Regions from separate parts of the Zea mays genome. Here regions 1 and 3 are each linked to region 2. A link is a contact called in public Hi-C data. All regions are on one chromosome and are shown on one strand. The core of a region is the stretch at or near the end of the contact, and the rest is flanking DNA. Distances in the headings are between cores, read along the strand shown. Region 1 holds the start of LOC103636643 (protein argonaute 7). Region 2 holds the start of LOC107275219. Region 3 holds the start of LOC103636683 (3-oxo-Delta(4,5)-steroid 5-beta-reductase).

Region 1 (4,349 bases), core at 1,604-4,103, 330 kb after region 2:
TGGTACCTTTGGTCAGTTTCACGGTGGCACACGAAAACTCGGATGTTCTTCAATGCTTTCTCCACCTCCCTCCTCTCATCTACCGCCAATGCCCTAGTCTTCACCTGCGAAAGGTCCTTCATAAAGTCACAGCGCTTCTGCAAGTATGCGATTATGCCCGTATTTTCATGGAACGCTGTAAGCGAGAGGTCAACATTGAGGGCAAGACCTTGCTTCGTTGGCCTCAAGCTCTGGAAGAAACCTCGTAACACGACAGCTCCACCACCAATCTCCTTCGCCTCTCCCATGGAACGCGAATACAAAGACCGGCCTATGGGAATAGATTTCTCCATAGCGCCTTCCCTCAGGATGACATCCAGTGCATGAAGGTAGTCTTGAGGAAGAGGAATGCCATCCTTCTCTTCATTCAAATACTTGTTCAAGTCCTCGCCGCTCAGCTTCGAAACCAACCGAAGGTTCACCCTGAAAACCTTATGGTTGTGCCTGTCAACCATGTGGGCATTCTCTTTAGCTGCTATAAACCTTGTTGATGCAGCTGCTGGAAGGCTAACGAAGAATTCAAGCCTGTCCTGTTGAAACTCAATGGGACTAAATAGATTCTTGCGGCCATCGAAGGCCGGAAGGGCGCCCGAGAGGACATTTGAGTTTTCCTCAACTAGCTTGTTCTTGATCATTCTCGCCGTTTCTTTTGACGGGTGCGGGGATATGTCGACATCGTAATGAAAGATCTTCTGCCCGGGATCGAAACGCACGAGGAAATGGTTTGCGTAGAGAGGAATTGCAGTCCCCCCAACACCGCCACTGTCTGGTCTGGTCGCAACGGTAACTCCATGCACGGTGGTGGATGAGTTGTGATGGGTGCTCAGATGATTTGGCTTCGTTTCTGATGTTTGGTTCTCGTGAATGAAGCACTTGTGCTGAATCAGCTCGGTATCTGTTAATAAATTGGTATCGTCAGAGCCGTGCAAAGAAAAAGACAAATTTGAGCAACCACATCGTTAGGTGATTTGCACCATATATAAAATAAAATATTGCCAGGTCAAAAAGGAGGCACACGTTTGCCCTGAAAATTCTCACTTTAGAACAAGTAATGCAGAAAGTGTACAGCAAAACACAAAGAGTCCAAAAAAATGGAACATGTCTGTCTCAATGGGAAAGAAAGACCACTGGCGCATTAGTGGATCACAAATCCTCCCTAGTAAAGAGACGGCCATAGCCATATGCCCCCTTCTGAGGAGGGGAAAGGGGACTAACCGTCAAAACAGGAAAGGCGTCAGCCACAGTACCGCAAATAGAACTTTGTCTGTGTCTCATTAAACATTCTTGCGCTCTCCTTTTTCCCAAGAACAGTTTCAGTCCAAATTCGCGAGAGAGAAAAAACAGTGCAAGAGAAGGAAAAAAACAATGATGCGTAGTTCTAAGCATGAATCCATGAAATCACAAGCCACCAAGGGTACAAAATGGCAGGACTTGTTTGGCTATCTGGTACTACAGTAGAATTGCACCTAAAAGTCACTGTGCCGCATTACCTCGGCATGACAAGCCATTAGGGATCAAACATTAAGAGGAGAAACTATATTCTTTGGTACTAGTATCTAAGCACCCTCACTATCGGCCATTAAAAAACCATTAGAGCTATAGGAAGTAGCAGCACACCGCACACATCGATCAAGAAAGCAACAGCACTAACAAGGAGTGGCATTAAGCATATAAAAACACACGCCATGAGACCGGTGTAGTAGTAGCCAGGAGGGGAAGTAATCAAAGGATAGCGCTTTACCGTGCGGTAGCGGCAGCAGCGCGGCGGTGACGGCGTGCGGCGGCGGCGGCGGCTTCCTCGATCTCCACGGCGGCCCCCTAAGCAGCGGGGGGCCGGTGGGCTTCCCGTAGCACGCCGGCACCTTGGGGAACAGCAGCGGCGGCGGCGGCGGCTGGTGCAAGTAGACCAGCACGGGCGGCGGCAGCGGCAGCGCGATGATGCCGTTGCGACGCGCGTGTAGCGGCAACGGCAGGAGCGCCGGGTAGGCCTGGATGATCGGGTGATGCCTGCCGCCTCCGCCCTTCCACCTCCTCCTCGCATTCGCGCTCGCGCCACCGTCATTGCTAACGCCTCCGCCGCCGCCGCCGCCGGCCTTCCTCTCGTTCTTGGGCACCGCTTCCCCCTCCATGGCCGAGTTTCTGCTGCTGCCACCGGGCAGCGGGAAGTAAGCGCTACCCCGGTCCAATTTGTTCGTACTACTTGGTACTGCTGCGCAGCTTCTTCCGGGGCAGCAGGATCACAGCTTCTTGGGCTCCTTTTGGCGTGGCGCGGCGCGGCGTGGGCGTGGGTTGGCCTTGTGTGGGTTTCTTGGATGGTTGGAAGGTAGGGGGGCAAAAAGGAGGAAGCTGGAGAGGGGAAGAGTGGGGCGGAACTCGGAAGGGGATGGATGGCTGCCTCTGCCTCTGCTGAGAGAGAGAGAGAGGACTGGAGGAGGTATTAATGGTATGGCAGGCGCAGAGGTGGGGGACAGGAGAGAAGCCGAGGGGAGGGAAGGAAGGAGGAGGAGCATCTCTACGATAAACGCTGAGCACCGCTGCGCTGTGGCTACTATGCCTGTGCACTCCTTTGCCTCAGCGAACTGTGCCATCCATGCTGTGCTCCTCTCCCTTTGCTCGCTGCGCCTGCGCTGCGCCATTAAAAGTTTCTTCCTCCATTCTGCATTCCTGCTGCGCTCCTGCTGCCCCGTCTTCCCAGATTCTCAATGTTGGAGGGGGGATAATTTAATGCCGCACTAAAGACACCGACTCTACTACGCTGCATCTCGCTCCGTGCTCGAAAAAAATCCAGTTCTAACACAATCCCGTGTTCTATAGTATCTTGAAATTTAACTAACTATAGATAAAAATATCAATAGTTATAACATAAAATATTATTAATAGAACTAAAATAAATATGTTCTGCAACTAGGATGTAAGTTGTACATTAGCTATTTCACTTAACTATTCATAAAAAAAACAATATTCCCTCCACCTTGTGATATAAAGTCATTTTTTTCCTTGTAAAAAAATGATAGTTACATGAAAATTTGGCCAATCAAGGTACGCTTTTTATACATTGATATGCAAGAGGTTTTTTTTTCTCAAAGAAAAAAGGCAAAATTTTTATTCACACGCTAGAATACAACGACCTGGTTTTCAAGTGGAGATGTGATTCTTTTTGGTACGAAGATTCCATCCTTTGTTTTTTGGTCTTTTTTCCAAACCTTTTTTACAAAGAGAAGAAAAAGGTGTGAGCCGAGGGCATGATGAAATCCACTTTGGTAGTAGGTTTCTTGGTCCTCGCTTTGCTGTGAGGCTTGGCTGGCTCCCTCCCTTCCTACGCTCTACCCCGCTTTGTAGTAGTAGCAGTAGTAGGCTGAAGAGAGTCAGCTCATAGATTAGCCCGTCTCCATCAATGTACTGAAGCCATCTAGGGATTTGCTGAGAATCCTTGCCATTATGAATCTCTGCCTCTCCACCGATGCTCCGTTAGGGAAAAAAAAAAAGATAGTACAGTAGTACTAGTCAACAGAACACTGACCAAAACTAGGCGCAACGACCTTTTAACATACACTAGATTATCCTCATTTTGATTACTAGTAGTAGTAGATGGCAAACTAAAGATTGTTTTTTTCAGTAACAGGAATTCAGTGAGAGCATTCAGCATTGCGCACAACAGCCAGCCAGCCAAATTGCATATACGAAGACATGACATGCATCATTGGACTGAACAGTGTGCAGGCCAGAGTTTCTCCCACTTGTCTGACCCTTTTGACCTGAATGAACATAGGAAGCCATGCAGGTTGCACCGAAAGGTGAAATCTTTCCATGTTCACTTTTACCGAGACGTGTGGATGTGGATGTGGATGTGGATGTGGATGGAGGGAGGGAGATGGCTACCACAACTCTGAGAAGAGAAGTAAAAGGGACATTGGTGCCTGCCCGTATAAAAACTCGCTTCTCTGCATTGAATGGAATGGTTGTGGCTGTGGTTGCCCCCCAACAGTAGCATAAAAGAGCAGCTCTTGTACTGCCGCCTTTGCCTTCCCCCAAATCGCCTGTGCAGACAAGAGGGTGGGAAAGGAGCTATCGTCTTTACCCTGCTTTGGTCTCAGCGAAGAACCATGCTTCTAGAGCCTTGATTTTGCCATTGCACCACCGAACCGATGCTGAGAGTTAGAAAAAAAAATCTTGGTATGGAGAAAAGCAGTAGCTGCCAACGTAGGAGTACTTGTTAAATAAAACACCGCTCAGCAACAGGTGGTCAGGAGCCTTTGCTAATAGTCAGAGGAGAAAGCAACAACATGTGTTTATCTAGCAGAAGGATGGAT
Region 2 (4,691 bases), core at 503-3,002:
CGCCTCGTCGGTCTTGTCGGACTCGATGGACAGCAGCACGTTCTTGCGGCGCACGAACCGGAACTGCGGCGCCGCGTTGTGGAAGCCGGCCACGCGCAGGATGTCGCCGACGCGGTACCGGTACAGCCCCGCGTACGTGGTGATCACCAGCTCGTACTCGCGCCCGGCCTCCACGCGGGCCAGGTCCACCAGCTGCGCCGCGTCGCCGGGGGCCACGCCGCTCGCCTCGTCCACGGGGAGGAACTCGAAGTAGCCCATGTTGGGCATGATGGTGTAGCACACCTCCGACGGGCGGCACATGGGCCGGAGGTTCAGCCCGAAGTAGCACTCGGAGGAGGCGTACATTGTGCACGCCATGGGGAGGCCGCCGCTGTAGTACTCCAGGGTGGGGATGTACTGCTGCATCGCGCCGGTGACGATCACGTCCAGGTACCGGGTGTTGGGCCACACGCGGGTGACGATGCCCGCCCAGTCGCCGCGGGAGCACTCGGCGCGGACGAAGCGCGCCAGCTCCGGGTCCCCGCGGAGCACGCGCGCGACGGCGTCCCGGACGGACGGGTCGGCCACGCGCGGGGTCAGCGACCCGGACTCGATGTCGTCGGCGAGCTGCTCCCAGTGCAGCTGCAGGAAGCGGATGGCGCGCAGCAGGCCCGACGCGAAGACGGCGCCCACGCGGAGCACGTCGTGGCGCTGGCACAGCCCGCACACCATCTGCGCGTACATGCTCTGGAACGCGTCGGCGCACAGGATGGCCGCCGTGGGGCTCGTGTAGTCGTGGTACGGGTCGAACGGCCGGTTCTTGAAGTGCTCGCTCTTGTAGTAGCTCGTCAGCACGGGCCGCGCCGTCAGCCCGCCGGGCGTCGTCGTCTCCGACTTGACGAACAGGAAGTAGAGCGCCTTGCCCTTGTCCAGCCCCGGCAGGTACCTGTGTGTGTCACGTCGAATTATCATCATGCCATCCCTCCGTGCGAGTATAATTCGCTACTGGCTGACGAGTAGCAATGGTGAGCTTATTACAGGTTCATGACGGGCATAAGGAGGCTGTACAGCAGCTGGCGCCGGTCGAGCTCCTCCTTGATAGTTGGCATCAGCTTGCGCTCGCCGGCCGAAGTCCCAGAGCTTCATTAGGAATGGAAGCGATCGAATCCAATTATACAAGGCGACGTCAACACCTAACACAGGCAGAAATCCCAATGAATAAAAAAAATGCGCGTACCTGGTGAGGAACTCGGAGATGGGATGCGCGGAGAGGATGGGCGAGCGGTCCCCGTTGGCGATGCGCTGGATGTCGGGCTGCAGGTCCTCGTAGGTGACGACGGGCACCTTGGCGCGGAAGGCGGCGCGGTCCGTGGCGCCGGCGAGGCCGCAGCGGGCGAGGTACTCGGTCCCGGCGTTCCTGGCCAGGATCTCGGCCAGGACGCGCTCCTGCACGGCGTCGACGTCGGAGGTCATCTCCTCGATGAACCTCAGCTTCTCGGCGTCCTTTTGACCGTCGCAGCCCGCCGGGGCCGGCGCCGGCGCGCGCAGCGCCGTGGCCGCGGGCATGTCGGTCATCACCGCCATCGTCCGGATGGAAATGGGATCCCGGTGGAATAGGAGCGAGAGAGGTGGGGTCGATTGAACAGGAGCAGAGGAGTTGGTTGAGCCAAGCGGTGGAGACGATCCCTGATGGTGGAGGAGGAGGAGGAGTTGTTGTTGTTGTGTGAAGTGTGATGCCCTGACCTGATGGTGGATGGAAGGATGGGTGTGGATGGAGGAAGGTGGGAGCGGAGGAGGGCGGTTTATATAGTCGGGGCGGAGGCGGAGGGCACGGGGGTGACGGCGAGGAGTGTCGGGTCCGGGGGCGGCAGGGTGGGGACCCGTGTCGCGTCGGGAGGTGGGCAACAGCCCGGCAAGCCCGGCCACGTCGGGCCCGGACAGGTCACGGCCTTGCTGCGTCTCGCGTCCGCCGGGAGGAGGACGGGAGCCACGACCGGCGATGCGGCGCGCTTCACGCGCTCGGCAGGCAGGCAGCGCGCGCGATCTCCTCCCAGACCTAGGTAGGTGTTCGCGGGCCGGGCGGCGGAGGGCAAGGGCTTCCATTGACCATGCATTGTGCCTGTGCCTGTGCCTGTGCGCGCGCTGTGCTCCTGGCTCGCCTCGCCTAGTTCTTCGCTTCTGCCGCGCGCCTCCTGCGCGTTTATCTCGTGCCGCCCGGATAACATGGGACGTGTTCAGGCGCAGTGTGCAGCGGAGTGGCGTACAGCGGAGCAGAAGCTAGCCCCATCCGTAGGGCCATGATGACTAGCTAGTCGGCTCCGGCTGTGCTGCTGGCGCTGTGTACTCTACTCTCTCTATATTCCAGAAGAGGAGAAACAGCAGTGCGGAATGGCATGGCACTTGGCAGGTCCGTTATTGTGTGCAAACGGCTCTCTCGACGGTCCACGGTCACGACCCGGCCCCGGCTGTCTGCAGTTTCTCAAAAGCCTAGCCGTCGACAGGAACATGTCCTCCACTACTCCGCCTAGCTCGCCGCCGCCGCCCGTCGACGCGAGAAGCAGCCAGCAGCAGACCGCCGCACGGACAAATCGCAACAGCACACACGCAGAGACCACCAAATAATCCTTGCTTCGCGCGCTGCGAACCGAGGCCGCCCGCGCCGGAGCAGTGGGACTGTGGGGACTGGGGGGAGTGTCCACTGTCCGCTGCTGCCTGCCGCGCGCCTTTGTTCTTTTGTTTAGCGTGTACTACGTATTTCTGTTTCGCTTTTCCTTTTCGGCGATGCGCTTTAGTTTGTCCGGCCGTATTTAGCGCGGCAAAGGCAACGGATGGCAGAGATCTGCTGCTCTCTATCCTTTTTGCAGTACAGGGCGAGTGGGATTCATCAGCTAGCTGGGGGAGCGCACCGCCACTGCACCGAGACAGTGTCATGCATGTAACAGGATCGTACGTTTGCACGAGACTGGTGGGCGGCAGACCGGCAGCTGCTGCACGTACGTCGCTCGCGTGCCCGCCGGCCGGCCGGTTCGATGATCTCTTCCGATCCACGGTGTGGCCGTACCCGTACCCGTACGGTACGGGGTCACCTCCTCCACGGGCGCCGGCAGCCAGGTCATGCCGTATCGTGCAGTGTGCCAGTGTTGTGCCTCACTCACATGGCGTCGCCGGCTACATATATATATACGGAGCATCACACCACACAGAAAACACAGTAAGGAGAACACACAGCTAGCGCGACGACCGTCGCGGTGTGTGTTTGGGTCGTCATTAATTGTGGAGACGTTAGCTAGATTAGATTCGCTGTGTGATTGTTATTTGGGTGGGCGGTTAGATAAAGATTAAGCTCAGGTTTACGCAGCCTGGCCATGTGAATGAGCAGAGAGCTCTGCTATACGGGCTACGGCCGGCGGCTCCCCCGGCCGGCCGCATGTGCCCACGTTGCGGTTATCGGCGGCCCGGCATGCATGCTGGTACGCCGGAGCTGGACGGACGGCACGGAAGCGCGCGGGAGATGGCAGATATTCTCCCCCGGCCTGGTGGGGTGTTGGTACTTGGTACGGTGTGCCTGCACTGCCGCGACGACGATACATCTTCGATGCGCATTATATATAATCCGAGTCAAAACAATGCATCTCATGCATATGTAATTAAGATACGTTCGAGAATCCAGATCCAGTGCGGAGCTAGCTACTGATCTAGATAGAGGTAGCTATACTGCCTAGCTACTGGTATCCCCCCCACTAGCTCGGAATATATGGCTGGGCCTGTCTGGCTCGATCGCCAGAGAGATTCCCATGGCAGCGCCCGGAAGCAGGAATGAAGCTTCGAATCACCCGGCCGCGCGCCTTGTATATTGCAACATGCAGGCAGGCCGGAGGAGGGTTTTCAACCCGGCCGCTGGCCCCTGGGCTGGGACTTTGCTTGCATTGCCACACGCACGCACGACGCAGCACCGGCCGGCGACTCCTGCGCCGACTCCTGTGGTGGGGGCGTACGCATGGGATCGGAGACCGGGATCCCTGCACGTTGTAGGGAATACTAGCTCCGATCGATCCGGTGCACCGCCCCACGCGCGCGCCCAGCAGCGGCAGCAGCGCACACACAAGCACACTGCATGCAAACATTTAATGGAGGCCGGCCGGCCGGCCGGCCGCTACGTGGCCTGCGTGCATGCACGCAGCACGCATCGTGCTCCTGCTGTTTGGTTGCATCGTCAGCTTAATTATGAATAATGCCGCTGTGGCTCATCGTCAGTTTACATGCATGCAGTACAGAATATATAGTTCTGGGGGGTGTTGGGGGGGGGGGGGGGGGGGGGGGGGGGGGGGGGGGGGCATGCATGCATGCACTATAAATGGTGACCAGTTGTTGTTACAAGCAGCTACTGAGCTACCCCTGCGCGTGTCTGCGAGATCCCGTCCGGCCGGTTCATGAATGTGACGCACACGTACGTACAGATGGATCCGTGGACGGCCCCTCCTAGCTTGAGTGCATACCTGTCGACTCCGTGGCCGTTTGCCGCTTCTCTCGCCCTCACATTCAATATACCGGCATGTGGAGGTGAGTTCAATTCCGTTAATTGTTGCCAAATTTTATTTACACGAGATATGTTTTCCTGCGAATTGGTATAGTATGTATTATCCGTACGTCCAATAATCGTATTTTCTGATGTTTTTCCCTGGCCTTATCAATACCGTCCAGCAAAAAACAAT
Region 3 (4,661 bases), core at 1,028-3,527, 270 kb before region 2:
TATAGGAATATGCAATAGATCGATCGAGCATGCACAAATCTGGCGAGCTCGATGAAATTCGTAGCAAACCACATGCAAGACATGAGATCTGAAACTACATAAGTGAATTGTGAGAGGAGCGATGGGATTGTTTTAGGCTGGAATTGTTGAATATACCTGCTGCACTACTGGCAGAAGCACATCTCGTGGCCGACGAAGACGACAAACATCTTTTAAGTATATATGATCTCATAAATAATGAACTTTACCGTAGAACTCATACCGAAGTTATGCTTAGATGCTTGAACTCTGATGGTGCTGTATTAGCCATGGCTGAAGTAGTACGTGAAGCCATTTATGGTACTCACCAATTGGCTTCAAAAATGAAATGGCTTTTTAGAAGGTCTGGGTTTTATTGGCCTAGTATGTTTGTTGATTGTTTTAAGTACTACAAAGGATGTCAAGTGTGTAAAAAATCGGTTATTTATAAATGGTTCCTGCTGCCGAATTACATCTCATTATCAAGCCTTGCCCCTTTAGAGGCTAGAGTTTGAACTTTGTGGGCGAAATTCATCCATTATCGTCCAAGGAGCATAGGGTTGTATTACCAGCTACTAACTATTTCACCAAATGGACCAAAGTTGTTGCCTTGAAGAATATGACACACTAGGAGGTGATTGAGTTTGTGACTGAGCATATTATCCATAGATTTGGCATTTCCCAAACTTTGACTACGGATCAAGGGACTTCTTTTATGTCCATAGAGGTTCGTGAGTTTGATGAATCAAATAGGGTTAAGTTGTTTATTTCATCTCTATATTATGCTCAGGCCACTCGCCATGCCGAGTTAAGTAATAGGACATTGATTAGTATTATTAAAAAGTAAATATCTGATCATCCTAGGCATTGTCTTAAATTTTTGTCTGAGGCCTTGTGGGATCATAGAATATATAAACATCGTGCTACTAAGGTTTCTCCTTTTGAGCTTATGTATGGGCATGAATGCTATCAGATTTGATAGGAAAAATGATCTATCTGTCGTTGAATATCATGGCTTGATGATGTACAATATTGATGAGGTGATAGACAAGAGGATGATGGATCTAAAAGAGATTGAGAAAGACAAGCTTATAGTTGACAAAGCCTATAATAAGAAGGTAAAGACTAAGTCATTCCAGGTCGAAGATCTAATCTGAAAGACAATCTTGCCATTAAGGAGCAGAGTCCAAAAATTTGGCAAATCGTCCCCAAGTTGTGGAAGGCCTTACAGAGTCACACATGTAATATCTGGTAATGCGTACATGCTGCAAACATTGAAAGGTGAGAAGTTATATAAGGCATTAAATGGTTGTTTTCTAAAGCAATAACATCCTAGTGTATGGTAAGATGTTGAGAAGATCGATGTTCTCACATCGAGTTTTATTGATTAGAAAGCTTGTACCAATTGCTTTTGATTCGCTAAGCTCCACTAAAAGGCAGGGGCATGTGTTGAGAACAAGATTGGCACCTAGATGTCCGATTGGTCCAGTCTTGTGGCTCGGACGGTCCGAACTACAAATGTTCCGCGTGATAGCCTGGATGATCCGCGATTAGATTAATTATGACTAGAATCCTTATCCCTTGCGTGATTATCCTAACAAATCTCGCTGGAAAACTATTAGAAATCGCCTAGGAATGGGTCCAGACCTCCCCCTATTATATATATGAAGAGGGGTATGGTCGATTGAAACACACAACAACCGATCTATCAAACAAACTTTACGTTATGCATTGGGAGTAGGAGTAATTTAGTCTTAGTTTTAGTATTTCTCGACCTAAATATTCACCTCCCTTTGGTTCTACGTCGTTAGAGGCGTCTTGGGTGGCCTGCAGATCCCAACGCAACTATATATAGGATCTTTCCTATTGACGGGGTACATCCCGGGAGGCAAAATCTAGGGTTTGCGGGAAATTCACGAAGCCCTCCGCACCCTCGCGGATCGATCGCTACCTCCACACTAACATTATGCATGCTTGCAGAAAAGAGCGGATCTCCCAGCGCAGAGTCGCGTACGATCCAATGACCTAGCGCGGATGGTCCACGCTCCGGCCCTAGAGTGATCCCAAGGTCTCTTCCCTGCGGGACAAATGATCGTTGGTGTTTGGTTCAAAAAGACTAACACCCGCTATTTTAAACTTTGTTTTATATAAACCGTATAGTATACAGATATATTGTATAAAATAGTGTTTTATATGACCATGTGCAAACAGTAAGTCGACAAGAGAGGCAGCCGGATATATAAATAAATGTTCTAGACCTGCACGCTGCACCTGCAATTCCTGCTCCCCTTGAATCTGCAGGTTTTTTGGTCGGCGTACAGCAATGAGCTTGAGCTGGTGGTGGACACGGTCTGTCGGCGCAGTCAGAGAGCGCAAAGATGAGCTCGCCGGCGTGCCTGAGCATTCCTTCCAGAGCGTGGCCCTCGTCGTTGGCTCCACCGGCATAGTAGGCGCCTCCCTCGTGGACATCCTCCCACGGTCGGACACCCCCGGCGGGCCATGGAAGGTATACGCGCTCTCCCGCCGTCCACCACCGCCCTGGTCCCTGCCGTCATCCTCCTCGCTGACACACATACACGTCGATCTCACCGACTTCGCCGCCGTCGCCGAGGCCCTCACGCCGCTCACCGACATCACGCACGTCTTCTACGTCGCCTGGTCCCCGCGCGCCACTGAGGCGGAGAACCAGGAGGCCAACTCCGCCATGCTCCGCAACGTCCTCTCCGTCGTCGTCCCCAACTGCCCCGCCCTCGCCCACGTCTCGCTCCAGACGGGCACCAAGCACTACCTGGGACCGTTCGAGCTCATTGGCAAGATCCCCACTCCGGACCCGCCCTACACCGAGGACGTGCCGCGCCTGGACTGCCCAAACTTCTACTACGACCAAGAGGACGTCCTCTTCGCCGCAGTCTCCCGGCGCGGCGGCGCCGTGAGCTGGTCCGTGCACCGCCCCAACCTCATCCTCGGCTTCTCTCCGCGGAGCTTCTTCAACGTCGTGTGCAGCCTGTGCGTGTACGCCGCCATCTGCCGCAAGGAGGGGGTCGCTCTGCGCTGGCCGGGGTGCCTTGGCTCCTGGGAGAGCTTCAGCAACGCCTCCGACGCGGACCTCATCGCCGAGCAGCACATCTGGGCGGCCGTCGACCCCATGGCCAAGAACCAGGCGTTCAACAGCAACAACGGAGACCTTTACAACTGGAAGACGCTGTGGCCGGTACTCGCCGCTCGTTTCGGGCTGGAGTGGACCGGGTACGACGGCGAGGAGAAGCAGTTCAAGGTGTCGGAGGCCATGGCCGGGAAAGAGGCGGTGTGGGCGGAGATTGTCAGGGAGAACGGGCTCGTGGAGACACGCCTCCGCGACGTTGCCGATTGGTGGCTTATCGACGTCGTGGTCTATGAGCATGGCGCCAACTGGAAGCTTTTGGATAGCATGAACAAGAGCAAGGAGCACGGATTCCTCGGCTTCCGCGACACAGTGAAGTCCTTCAACAAGTGGATTGACAAGATGAAGGCCTGCAAGATTGTTCCTTGAATGTACCTTGGATTGGATGTTTATACTGGTCAGTTTCTTTGATAACGCTGGCTGCGACATCTTTTCAGTATCAGGTATATATCAAACTGTTCCCGAGGAATCAAATAAAGATGAATACGTTTGTTCTTCTGTCCCTTGTATTGTGAAATAAACATGAATCTATTCACATGTGTACTACCTGGATGAATCATCTAATGTGTTATTCTTTGTCTTCGGCAAAGTACCCTGTACGCGCTACTTGCATGTTGCAACTTGTGTAGACCAATTCCTGTGGAGCTGTGGCCACTTTGCACTGACAACAACCCCCGGTCAGGCTTCGTCTGGATAGGACTTGATTGGCGTGGATTGGGGCAAACCTCGACAGGCATTCCGTTGGCGCCAAAGGGACCATCAGGCCTCAATCATGCACATTTCCCACCCGCTAGGGTTGGGTGATCCCCTGACATCCATCCACCAGATCCCCACCCACCTGGTGCTCTCCCTTGCAATCACATTATATTGGTTATTTGGATGGGCCTGTCAAGGGCTTCAGATTAGGCCAACCATGCACATTTTCTTGAATTATCATTCACAATCAGGAGAAGTTCAGATTAGGTATAAACTTGCTCTTTCATATCATTAAAACTTTACATATGTTGTATCACTAAAATATGATCCCTCCATTAATATAACTGGATACTACAGATCTTTCTTATCTTCCTGAAAATGTGGCACTGATCTAGACACTACTGAGTGAGGTGTTGGCAGTGGTTAACTATGCAGTATATAATAGTCCAACGGAGAGGTTAAGAAATCTGGTTTGTCATATACTAGTGTCTAACGTGTGCCCTGCGCGCGCTGGTTTTTTTATGTCCACTAAAATATGTATGTAAATAAGATCCTACGTACAACACAATTGATATAGTTTATTGATTGGTAGAAGGAATAGCAGATAGATATATGACTCGCCCTCCCTTGAAGGCTTTGAGCTGCACTTCTTTGATCTAATTTTTGCTTGCCTTAACAATGACTCCTTAGCTGCCTTTATAGAGCAGGCGCCTAACAAGCTCCCTAACAAATCTTATCTAAATAACGAATCTTATCTTATCTCTAAACTCTATCTTAACCTTATCTC

What was found. A called contact is a pair of places that touch in the nucleus more often than the background predicts.
Region 1: a Hi-C map of ear shows a contact between it and region 2, with 2.1 times the contacts expected there. The contact joins the promoter of LOC103636643 here to the promoter of LOC107275219 in region 2. A contact is called at or near these places in 2 of 25 Hi-C or Micro-C datasets (ear and tassel).
Region 3: a contact with region 2 is called in a Hi-C map of leaf, with 4 times the contacts expected there. The contact joins the promoter of LOC103636683 here to the promoter of LOC107275219 in region 2. A contact is called at or near these places in 3 of 25 Hi-C or Micro-C datasets (bundle sheath, leaf and tassel).

What each region holds. Positions count from the first base shown.
Region 1 is chr1:76,275,656-76,280,004 of Zm-B73-REFERENCE-NAM-5.0, reverse strand. LOC103636643 (protein argonaute 7) reads right to left here and starts at 2,853. Exons shown (of 3, transcript XM_008658998.4): 1 at 1,781-2,853; 2 at 1-934. The coding sequence starts at 2,168.
Region 2 is chr1:76,607,861-76,612,551 of Zm-B73-REFERENCE-NAM-5.0, reverse strand. LOC107275219 reads right to left here and starts at 1,752. Exons shown (of 3, transcript NM_001320450.1): 1 at 1,217-1,752; 2 at 1,018-1,119; 3 at 1-925. The coding sequence starts at 1,563.
Region 3 is chr1:76,879,610-76,884,270 of Zm-B73-REFERENCE-NAM-5.0, reverse strand. It overlaps LOC103636683 (3-oxo-Delta(4,5)-steroid 5-beta-reductase), which reads left to right and starts at 2,277. Exons shown (of 1, transcript XM_008659038.2): 1 at 2,277-3,737. The coding sequence starts at 2,342. The coding sequence ends at 3,547.